Linked DNA regions of Danio rerio: all the other regions are linked to region 2. The links are chromatin contacts, called in public HiChIP or PLAC-seq maps. All regions are on one chromosome and are shown on one strand. Each heading gives the region's core, a stretch centred on a gene start, on an enhancer-like site or on the middle of the called end of the contact. The rest is flanking DNA. Distances are from core to core; before and after follow the strand shown. Region 1 holds the start of lrsam1 (leucine rich repeat and sterile alpha motif containing 1). Region 2 holds the start of ntmt1 (N-terminal Xaa-Pro-Lys N-methyltransferase 1). Region 3 holds the start of ier5l (immediate early response 5-like).

The links. HiChIP or PLAC-seq counts read pairs in DNA pulled down with a chosen protein or histone mark.
Region 1: a contact with region 2 is called in an H3K4me3 HiChIP or PLAC-seq map of embryo, with 6 times the contacts expected there. The contact joins the promoter of lrsam1 here to the promoter of ntmt1 in region 2. A contact is called at or near these places in 1 of 18 Hi-C or Micro-C datasets (hematopoietic stem cells) and 1 of 4 datasets of contacts at active chromatin or transcription factors (embryo).
Region 3: an H3K4me3 HiChIP or PLAC-seq map of gastrula embryo shows a contact between it and region 2, with 6 times the contacts expected there. The contact joins the promoter of ier5l here to the promoter of ntmt1 in region 2. A contact is called at or near these places in 1 of 18 Hi-C or Micro-C datasets (caudal fin) and 4 of 4 datasets of contacts at active chromatin or transcription factors (caudal fin, embryo, gastrula embryo and 1 more).

The regions. Positions count from the first base shown.
Region 1 is chr5:33,501,299-33,504,819 of GRCz12tu, forward strand. lrsam1 (leucine rich repeat and sterile alpha motif containing 1) reads right to left here and starts at 1,361. Exons shown (of 24, transcript NM_001100004.1): 1 at 1,293-1,361; 2 at 1,108-1,164; 3 at 983-1,027; 4 at 823-900; 5 at 664-732; 6 at 101-185. The coding sequence starts at 1,361. It overlaps rpl12 (ribosomal protein L12), which reads left to right and starts at 1,904. Exons shown (of 7, transcript NM_201584.4): 1 at 1,904-2,058; 2 at 3,035-3,108. The coding sequence starts at 2,022.
Region 2 is chr5:33,123,771-33,127,547 of GRCz12tu, forward strand. It overlaps ntmt1 (N-terminal Xaa-Pro-Lys N-methyltransferase 1), which reads right to left and starts at 1,417. Exons shown (of 4, transcript NM_212898.1): 1 at 1,375-1,417.
Region 3 is chr5:33,410,205-33,413,533 of GRCz12tu, forward strand. ier5l (immediate early response 5-like) reads left to right here and starts at 1,407. Exons shown (of 1, transcript NM_199754.1): 1 at 1,407-3,329. The coding sequence starts at 1,541. The coding sequence ends at 2,458.

The sequences.
Region 1 (3,521 bases), core at 111-2,610, 380 kb after region 2:
TTTAACAACTAAATGGAATATATTCCAGGAAGACAAAGTGATGAAAACAATTAAAAAATGAATATTATATGAACAAAAATAGATATTTTTAAAAACAAACCTTTTACATTAAGTGTCTGTAGATGCAGAAGACCTCCTATAGTGTCTGGCAGCTGTTTGATCTGGTTTTTCTCTGCATTTAGCACCTTAGAGAAAAAAACATGTTTTATGAAAGCAACAAATATAAAGTACTCTAGTTATTACAAAACATACACAGCAATTCAGTTGATATTGTTGGATTATTAACAATGAGGTTGATAACATTGTAATATTTATGAACAAATAAATCTTCTGCTTACCAAGGCTGCATTCAATTAATGCAATAAAAGTATTAATAAAATATGTATTTTTTTAATTTTCTTTTGATAATTTAAAAAAATTATGTTGTATCCCAATTTTTCAGAAATCATCCAGATATGGTGAGTTGGTGCACAGTAAAAAACTGCTGTTAACTTATCTATAAATATATATATATATATATATATATATATATATATATATATATATATATATATATATATATATATATATATATATATATATATATATATATTATTCTATTAGCATATTATTCTGTTTTTAGATTGTACAATTCAGAACTTTGATCTTATAAAATAGATATACCTGCAAGGACGAAAGCTGTCCGATCTCATCTGGAAGTGATGTGAGCTTATTTTCATGTAGATCCAAGACCTTTAGAATGAACAAAGAGATGTTATAACTAGACAATATAGCGAGACAGTTATTTATTTTTCATTGGTGACATCAGTCAGTTTCTCTCACCTTTAATGTTGCTAAGGCACCAAGACAGCAGCCTTTAGGTACGAGTGACCTCAGGTCATTTGTATGAAGAATTAACACCTACAGTTAAAGAAAAAACTGCTTTCAAAATTGTATTCGCTCCGACCACCAACAGTTCAGAGAAAGAAATATACAGACTCACTTTCTTCTGAAGCACTTTACACATAGAGAAGGCACAGGAGGGAACCTGAAGAAGCAGATATTTCATCATTTCATCATTTGTCCACAATGAAAATAGGGATTGTCACTAAGGTGTCTGAAGTGTACCTCTGAAAGCTCACAGGCAGAAATGTCCAGAATGTCATCAGCACCTGCTTCTTTGGCCTGCACAAAACATAGGCATGTGTTTTAGGATCTGCACTGTGGACGTTGCTTTAAAAAGAGGCTCTGCTCACACTTATAATCTCTATCAGTAACAAATGTGGGTGCGTTGCAAAGCAACAGACACTCACCAAACACAGCTGGTACTCGAGACGTTTCCTGGAATCGCCACTGGGTTTTTTCTTTTTGAACAAAAACATCGTGAGGCTTAGCGAGATTTTATTTGTCTAGTTAAAACCCCACAACATCCACTGGACGGTTCAGTGTGAAACCTGACTGAATGTGATGTTGACAATCTCCAAGAACGCCCTGAACTAATAGAAGTAGGACAAAAAAACACAAAAACAAACGCGTAAACTGACAAATAATAATTATTCAATATCCATAACCCTTCACAAATGTCCCGCTTTCATCAGTCTAAAGACTGGCTACGACAATTGCGCAACATTACCTTTATAAACAAGTGGACGTAACGTTACCTGCTGAACGATGGATATTCGCAAATAACCGTTAGTCCTATAGCTGATATATGTTATGAAAACATAGGTTCTCTGAGATGTTTCTTAATCAATTTACTGTCCTGTGATACCTAGCATACTCCCTCTCGGACAGTACACCACAAACACCAGGAACAACTTCTCGGATGTTGTGAATGACGTAATGCGTCGCCGCAGTGTGAAAGGTTGCCAAGTTCTCGCGATACTTCGTCGCCTTTATATTCTCAGCTTGCGCTCTCTTCGGCCTTTTCCTTTTTCACTTTTGTGGTGAAGGTGCAACAGTTTTCGGTCGTCCCGAATCCGGGTTCATCCGACACCCTCACCAATTCCAATTGAAGTGAACTCAACTTCATCTGATACACCATGCCTCCTAAATTCGACCCCAACGAGATTAAAGTTGGTATGTGTGAGGAATACTGTAACGTTTCGACGGGTTTTTGAGCGTGACCAAGCGGCCATGTTTGTGCTCTGGGCTCCAGAGCGCCGGGACTATAATAAACGATGAATGGGTAAAACTACTGAGCTTTATCTAACCGAACAATTTTAAACTTAATGTCTAATCGGATTGAATGTTATGTGTCTTTAGAAGTGCCAGCTGCGGCTTATTTTAACGATTCATCGTAAGCTTTGAAACGTGATTAATGTGCTCTAGTTCAGCAGTTTGCTGCACACGTGATCATCATGGAACTCGTGTCTTTAGCTTAATAGTGCAGAATAGTCTGTAGAATTGTCAAATACGTTATGTAGTTTTAACGTGCCTTTTATTTTAAACGTGCAATAGTAAGTTACAAATAATAGAAATTGCAGTACAACTGCTGCATATAAAGTTTATCATTTTATAAAGATCAACATTAGCGTTTATTCAAAAATGCATATAAAATATACCATTAAAAAGTTAGCGCTATTATTTAATGTACATTATTCGCCTTTAAGCTGAAAGTAACCAGGTGAATTTTATTGACTTGTCTTGATCAAATGGACAATCGAAGTTGCCCGTTACTTAAATTATAGCTTTGGTGACTAAGTACAATGTAGAACTCCAGCTAGTGTTCTTTTAACAACTTTGGGGGGGGGGGGGGAATTTCTGCAAACAATGGTATATTTATAATGCCATACTTTGTCTCTCTATAGGCCAGTTTGCCCATTTTCTTTTCGGTTGTAGCATAATTATTATGGCTTGCATTTTTTTAACTGACCTTTGTAAGATGCTGTGCTGTTTTCAGTTGCTGTAAATGATACACGATGCTAAATAGTTTAAGTTCTCTCTTCGCTAATGTCACACAGCAGTCAACACAATCTTAAGAACATTGTGAGTTTAGTTGTTAATGAGGCTAGTTGTCTCTCTACATTTCTTAATTTAGTTTTTTTCTTTTTAGTGTTCATGAGATGCACTGGTGGAGAGGTCGGTGCCACTTCCTCGCTGGCCCCCAAAATTGGACCTTTGGGTCTTGTAAGTATTGCCATAATAGTCCAATCTGATATAGATTTGCTTTAAGATATTCAGAGAGCTGTGTGATTTATCTGATGTGATATTGTAATTAATATGACGGGCTTTAATCCAAGTCTTTTGAGCCACAAAATGCATGTATAGGTCATTTCAGTGTGGTCATGTCATTGGCCCATAAACATTTCCTGCTTGTTATCATGCTTTTTCATAATTGTAAAAAAGCGAATCAATTTTAACTTAATCCTCTATCATACCATTATCAATATGTGGCTCTTTTTGGATCCTCAGAAGCTCTGAAAATTAAAAATGTAAAACAGGAAATGCGTTGGGACCGTTGTTTTTGTTTACATGCCTCAAAATAGTCTGAGGACTCTGTAACTATATAATTAGTTAAATTTAATAATTACTAAAATAAA
Region 2 (3,777 bases), core at 167-2,666:
ATGCCAACAAATGAGTATGTGTGATTGTCATGACGGGACAGTGTGGAGGAGAGAGAGGTGAGGTAAGATTTCGAGTCACGCACCAAGTCACCTGCAGTGTGTGTGAGTGAGAGAGTTTGGTGCTGTGCATCTCTCTCGCGCTCTGTGTGTGTACCACGCAGATCTCTAATACGAACAAGACAAACAGGTGACAGTGAACCTCAGGTCGCCTTACGTCATATTTTTTATTATTATGTACGGTAATACTGGATATCGGGGTAAAATAGAGAGGAGGTTTGACGGTATCAAAATTTGGATACCGCCCAAGCCTAAATATATATATATATATATATATATATATATATATATATATATATATATATATATATATATATATATATACACAGAATCAAATCTTAATATATAAAAATTCTTAAATCAAGAAGCATTTTCTAGACAAACAAAATGTCAAAATAAGTGAGTTTTACCTTAAAACAAGCTGAATTATCTGCAAGGTGTAAGCAAAGTAATATTGTTGTTCTTTTTGACATTAGGTTATTGTGCTTATTCCATTGGCAGATTATTTTGCTTGTTATAAAGAAAAACTCACTTAATTTTGAAATATTAATTCTTAAAACAAGACATTATGTTTTGCTTGTTTAGAAGATGCTTATTGATTTAGGATTTTTTTAACTAAAAACAAGCCAAAAAATTTAAGAAAAACTCTTTTTTTCGCAGTAAAGACTTTAAATACTGAGAAAATTTGTATATAGATTAAGAGCAAAAAATCAAGGCAGCCTACATTAATGCTAAATGCATAAATAAATTGACTGAAAACTCAATAAAATCATGAAACTGCTATACTTCAGTATTACAGCTAAACTTTTCCCCTTTTATGAGACCAAAAGGCAGCTTTCACACGTTGTCAGTTTCACACCTGAGTTCAGCTGTCAGGATGCATCACTTGACAGTGGACTGACAGACAGATGACTGCTAAAATAAGCCAGTACAATGTATAATGGCCTTACAAAAATAGAAGATTGAGTTAATGTAGAATATATCGATATCCGCAGCGCTAAAGAGATCACAGTCAGACTAAAAAGCAGATTTATAGTGAGTAGAGCATTAAGCGGTTAAACAAAGATGAAAGAGCAGAGTTACATTTGTATCTATCTTAGCCTTCAGTTCCGTTAACGTACTTACTAGATTTACTCGGTCAAACACGCTCCTACACGTGGTCCTCCTGTCTTTGAAGGTGTCTTGTCCTGTTTCTATATTTGGTGTTGACAAAAGTTACACGTGTTGACACACGGCCAGCTCTAAATCACACGCGTCCACTGAGACTCTCTGCGCTCTTTATGTCTTCAGTCATTCAGACTATGAACACTGACCTACCTTTGCTTTCGTGCTCTCGCTGACTGCCGCTTCTTGCAATCGCTCATGTCACGACTAAACTGTCGAAGAACTGCCCCATGAACAATACTCCAGCTCCCCTACTTCCCAAAAGTAGCAGAAGCCCCACATCCCACGTCATTTCCTTATTTGACCGCCGTGTTTCCCCTCAGTGAGTTGTTTTTATTTTGTCTCCATCTTGTGGCCGCATTTCAAGTTGGGTGTGTAGCTCAATCAATTGTATTTGCATAGTGTTCTTGAATTGTATTAAATGCGGTGTTTTAAGCAATGGTATGGCTGCATAAAGGAGTTAATTTCACTATTAGTGATTTAAAGCCCTTTCTTAAATATTCAAAGATTATACCCATATTTAAAGAGCTAGTTGGTGTTTCCCAGAGATGGGTTGCAGCTGGAAGGGCATCCGCTGCCTAAAACATATGCTGGATAAGTTGGCGGTTCATTCTGCTGTGGCAACCCCAGATTAAAAAAGGGACTAAGACGAAAAAAAAAAAGAATGAATATTATTTTCTGACTCTTAATTGTATTAATTGTATTACTGATTTTAATTGTGGTAATTGTAAAGTATTCATTTAAAGGGCACCTATGAGGAAAATCATCATTTGTAAGCTGTTTGGACAGGACTGTGTGTAGGTATATTGTGTTCACGGTCATATTGGAGTGATAGAAACAAATAAGTCTCTTTTTTATTTCCTGACACTAAAATAGGATCTAAATCCTTCCCATTTTGAGGTCCACCGTAATGTAAGAGTGCGGTTTCCCCTCACAACGGATTGATTGACAGCTGCATATTTACATGTCTCCGTAGTAACGTGTATCATCAAACAGTATCAACAAGACAGGAGGTGCACAAAGCACCTGGGATTAAAAGATCTGTTCAGCTCTCTGTGATCATCAATCATCATCAAATGTGATCAAAAATGAGTTTTACAAGTTTAAAACATTTTTAAAACAGTGCATGTTTGTAATAAATTACAGCGATTTTACTGTCTTTACTTTATCACCACAGTCGCATGTCAACACAATTATAAAAGAAGACGCTTTAATCCCATTTTGAGGCTGTTAAATCAGGTTTGTTTTGTGCATTAACATAACGGATATCTATACAGAAGTGTTTACTAACGTGAATCCTGTCACATTTACCATGCAAAAACAGTGCAAAGCTAAACATGCGCCCTGTGTGTGTCTGTGTGTGCGTGTGTCAACTTTGTAACAACATTTTGTGTGACTCATCGCTGCAGAAAGGCTTGAATTAACTCCACAACAAATACATCAAATAATCATTGGGAAAGTTCCGACTATAGTATTTCTCACAAACGTTACGTGACATCTGCTTTCTTCATGTCTGTCACTGTGCTGTTTATCTTACGCAGCCGAGACGGAGGCTGAGGCACACTCTGACAGGCACGTGGGAACGGTGGGCGGGGAGAACTAGCATTAAAGGCACAGGCCACAAAAACAGCTACATTGTGTTCAGAGCAGAAAATCACATTATTCTGAAAGGTATAATAAATAATCTGATTAGTGTTTTGAGCTGAAACTTTACACACACATTCTGGAGACACAAAATACTTATCTTAAATCTTGAAAAGGGGTAAAATAGGTGCACTTTAAATTTAAAGGGACAGTTAACCCTAAAAATCAAAGTGGACTATCCCTTTGTATAATATTTACCCATGCATGAGCAATATTATTGTGCGCACACACACACACACACACACACACACACATATATATATAAAAAGGAAAATCTGGATATAGAAAAAACGAATAATAATTATATATTTACTCTATAATAATATATAATAACACAATATGCTCAGAACAAATGCAGTATAATCAGTTTTTAAAAATGTGACATTTAATGACACTAAGTAATATTATAGCACTTTTTTGTGTCAATAACTATACAAATATATTTTAGTAGAAACATATTTGTCCATCTTTGTATCAGAGATGCTACAGTGATATTTATGGAGATATAATTGATACTAGTGTTGAGTAACTGGTTAATTTATAGTGGTTATTTTCCCGATTGGTCTTTTTTGCCCTTTTAAAATTGTGTTCTTTATTACCCTCAAAAGTGTGCATATTAGTGCTTTAAAGCTACATATTTGTACATGTGCATAATAAAACCTAAACAGGCCACGTTTGGTAGCGCTTCAGCGACAGCTTTTGTGCAGTCTTTTCACTGTTCTCCGGTCACCATAACAAATGTTCATCTGAAAAGTACTTTCGATCCTGTATTTATTTTGTATTCCATCCAGCCTCTTGTTCTCCACTGCTGCTTTTTCTTTGGTCTCATCCCGTCTCTTATTTTCACTGCCTTCATTAGATGACAGCATGCTTTCTGTCTCGCCTGCTTATGGCCGTCTCTCCTCCCCCAGC
Region 3 (3,329 bases), core at 157-2,656, 290 kb after region 2:
TATTATATTTATTATATTAATTCATTTTCATTTCGGCTTAGTCCTTTTAATAATCCAGGGTCGCCACAGTGGAATGAACCACTAACTTATCCAGCACGTTTTTACGCAGCGGATGCCCTTCCAGCCGCAACCCATTTCTGGGAAACATCCACACACACTTATTCACTATGGACAATTTAGCCTACCCAACTCACCTGTATCGCATGTCTTTGGACTGTGGGGGAAACCGGAGCACCCAGAGGAAACCCACGCGAATGAAGGGAGAACATGCAAACTCCACATAGAAACGCCAACTCAAATAGCCGAGGCTCGAACCAGCGACCTTCTTGCTGTGAGGCGACAGCACTACCTACTGTGGCACTGCGTTACTCTATATTATATTATAATATTTTATGTTATGTTATGTTATTTTACATTATATTATATTATATTACAATATATTATATATTTTTACATCGTATTATATTATAATATTTTATTTTATATCATATTATTTTACATTATATTATATTATAATATTTTATATTATATTATGTTATATTATTTTACATTATATTATTTTACATTATATTATATTATTATAAATTATATTATAATATTTTATTTTTCATTATAGTATTATACAGTATATTATATTATAATTTTTATATATTATAATATATCATTTTACATTATATTATTTTACGTTACATTATATTAAATTATTTTTCACATAATTAACACTTTTTATCATTGCTTTAGCTTGAAATATACGAATGCATAGAACTGAAACTTAAAATAAGACAAAAGTATATGTAATGCACGCATAATAACGTTAATAGTTATTATTTATCACGAAGATTGAATAATTCAACACTTTAATGTTTTTTTCTCCTTTTTTTCACTGACCTGTAATTAAAGTTACATACTAATTCGTTTACATGGTTTGCATTCAAGTATGCGCGCGTATAATTTAGAGTATAATCTTGAAAAGTTATTTTTTCTCATCTAATAATTTATTATTTTTAATAATTTAATCAAGTTTTTTTATTATTATTTCAGCCCGTGCATGTGAAACATGCAGTGCTTTGTTGTTTTTAAATGTAGTTTTCAGTAAGTTTGTAAACTTGTGTGACATCCTTCAAGTTGTCTCTCCGGCACACATGACAAGAGCGCGCACTCCGATGTACAATGCGCCTCATGAGAACATTCCAGTTTGGTAAAGTCAGTTTGGAATTTGAATAGCACAGAAGAACCGCCTCTCTGTGATTGGACAAGATCAAAACCTCTGAGAGGAATCCGCTTGTCACTCAACGGCATTCTGGGCCTCTGATTGGCCGCTGGCGAAGTGGGCGTAAAGTTCTCCGCCATATATATACTATGGCAGCAAGCGCAGGCTAATGATTGCCTACGCTCACACGTTGAGGCAGAAACGACCGCGTTCAATGTTTCTCCACAGAGCTGACTTAAGCCTTCGTCCCCGAACGAAATATCGTGATTCTGACTAAAAGAAAGTTAGTTTCCTTCGTCGGAGAGGTGGGAAAGCATCAGCAGCCCGACCATGATCAACACCATGGAGTGTGCAGTGGATGCACAAAGTCTGATTTCGATATCTTTACGGAAAATCCACAACTCCCGTACGCAGAGAGGAGGAATCAAGCTGCACAAAAACCTGCTGGTCTCCTATGTGCTGAGGAACGCCAGGCAGGTCTACATGAACGAGAAGTACGCGGAGATCTACAGGATGCAGCAGTACGAGGAGGTGATGACGGTCTGCAACGAGATCCAGGAGCTGAACCCGCTGGATCTGGCGGAGGACTGTGAGGATCAGACGGCGGACTGCTGCGGCAGCGCGAGCGAGTCAGCGAGCCTCTGCGGCGCGCTCCTGCCCGCCGTCGGTCACCAGACTTCACCGGCGGCGCAGCACATACAGCCGGCCAGCGCCTGCTCGGTGCCCCTGGCTCTCCAAAGCGAGGAGGTGTGCAAAGCGGCGCCGGAGCCCTCGTTCTACCGCAGCTGCTGCGCGGAAGCCTACCCCGTGTCCAACTGTGACTTTTCGCCGGTAAACAACATGCACTGCAACAAAACTACAGTGCTCGACTTGGACACGCATGTCGTTACCACAGTAGAGAACGGGTATTTGCACCAGGACTGCTGCGCTTCGCTCCAACAGTGCTGCCAGGGCGCACAGAGCCCGGCCAAGAAACGCAAGCTTGACTTTGGTTACTACGTGTCCGAGATCGAGGAGGCACCGGATTTTACGCCGTGCAAAAGAGCGAAATTCGAGGACTCCTCATACGCGATCACGGAGCCCTTAGACACGTCGAACATTTCCAACCTCATCTCGATCTTCGGCTCGGGGTTTTCGGGACTGGTGAGCAGACAAGCGGACTTGGAGCAAGCCTTAAACGGACAGTTCTGTAGCAAACAAGCCCTGGCGAGTTTAGGGGCTTGGACGCGAGCTATTGTAGCCTTTTGACTCTGTGGTTAATGCGAATTCAGATACTTTATGAAATTGTACAAAGTCTAAGACAAATTGACTTTTATTTTTGCAGCAAAGTTATTTAAGCCTTTCTGTTTTTATTTTTGGTTTGTTTTTGGTTTCGTTTCAGTGGGGGAGGCGGACAGTGGTTGTAGCCTACCACTTGTGATGTATCCTTTAAAACAAATGTCGATATTACAAACAAACGAAGTTGAATTTCGTTGCCTTAAACCCAACGCAGACTGCTAGCTATATGGCCACAAACATGGGAAGTCTCTGAATGTTTCGCTCGTGGATTGTTTCTTTTCTCTTTCTCCTCTTCCCCAGGAACTTTCGCAAAGATGTATTGTAAAAGAGCATTACTACTCACACGTAATGTTGGGAATAACGGGCTGCAAACGGGGAAGCCTACCCACTGCACGCTTATTTCTCAGTCTTTGGGCAGCCGTGTCATATTCTCTGACCAGTTTACCAGTAGAGCAGGCTACAGCAAGAGCTCGTGCTGTATGGAGCTCCAGGAAGAGCCCTGGCGCGCACAGACTACATTCTGTAATATCATATAAGGCAATCAAGTAGGCTAATGAAGGTGCAATATTTTGACCCCCCTCCCTGTCCGAGTTTGTTGTTTTCTGTATTCTCAAATGTGCTGTTGAAAGTGGAGAGGACTGGTGCGTTTTGTTGACTGCACTGACCTACAGCTCCAGTTCCTCTCGAGTGTGTTTGTAGTTCCTATGCCAGTCACCTCATCAACACTGAACGTTGGGGCCATTAATTAACACTACAACTCCCATAATGCACGCCGTGATTTAACCTGCCAGGTGTTTTTGTTGACTATCCAGTCTCCAGCGTTAACCATTTCCCGCCCCCT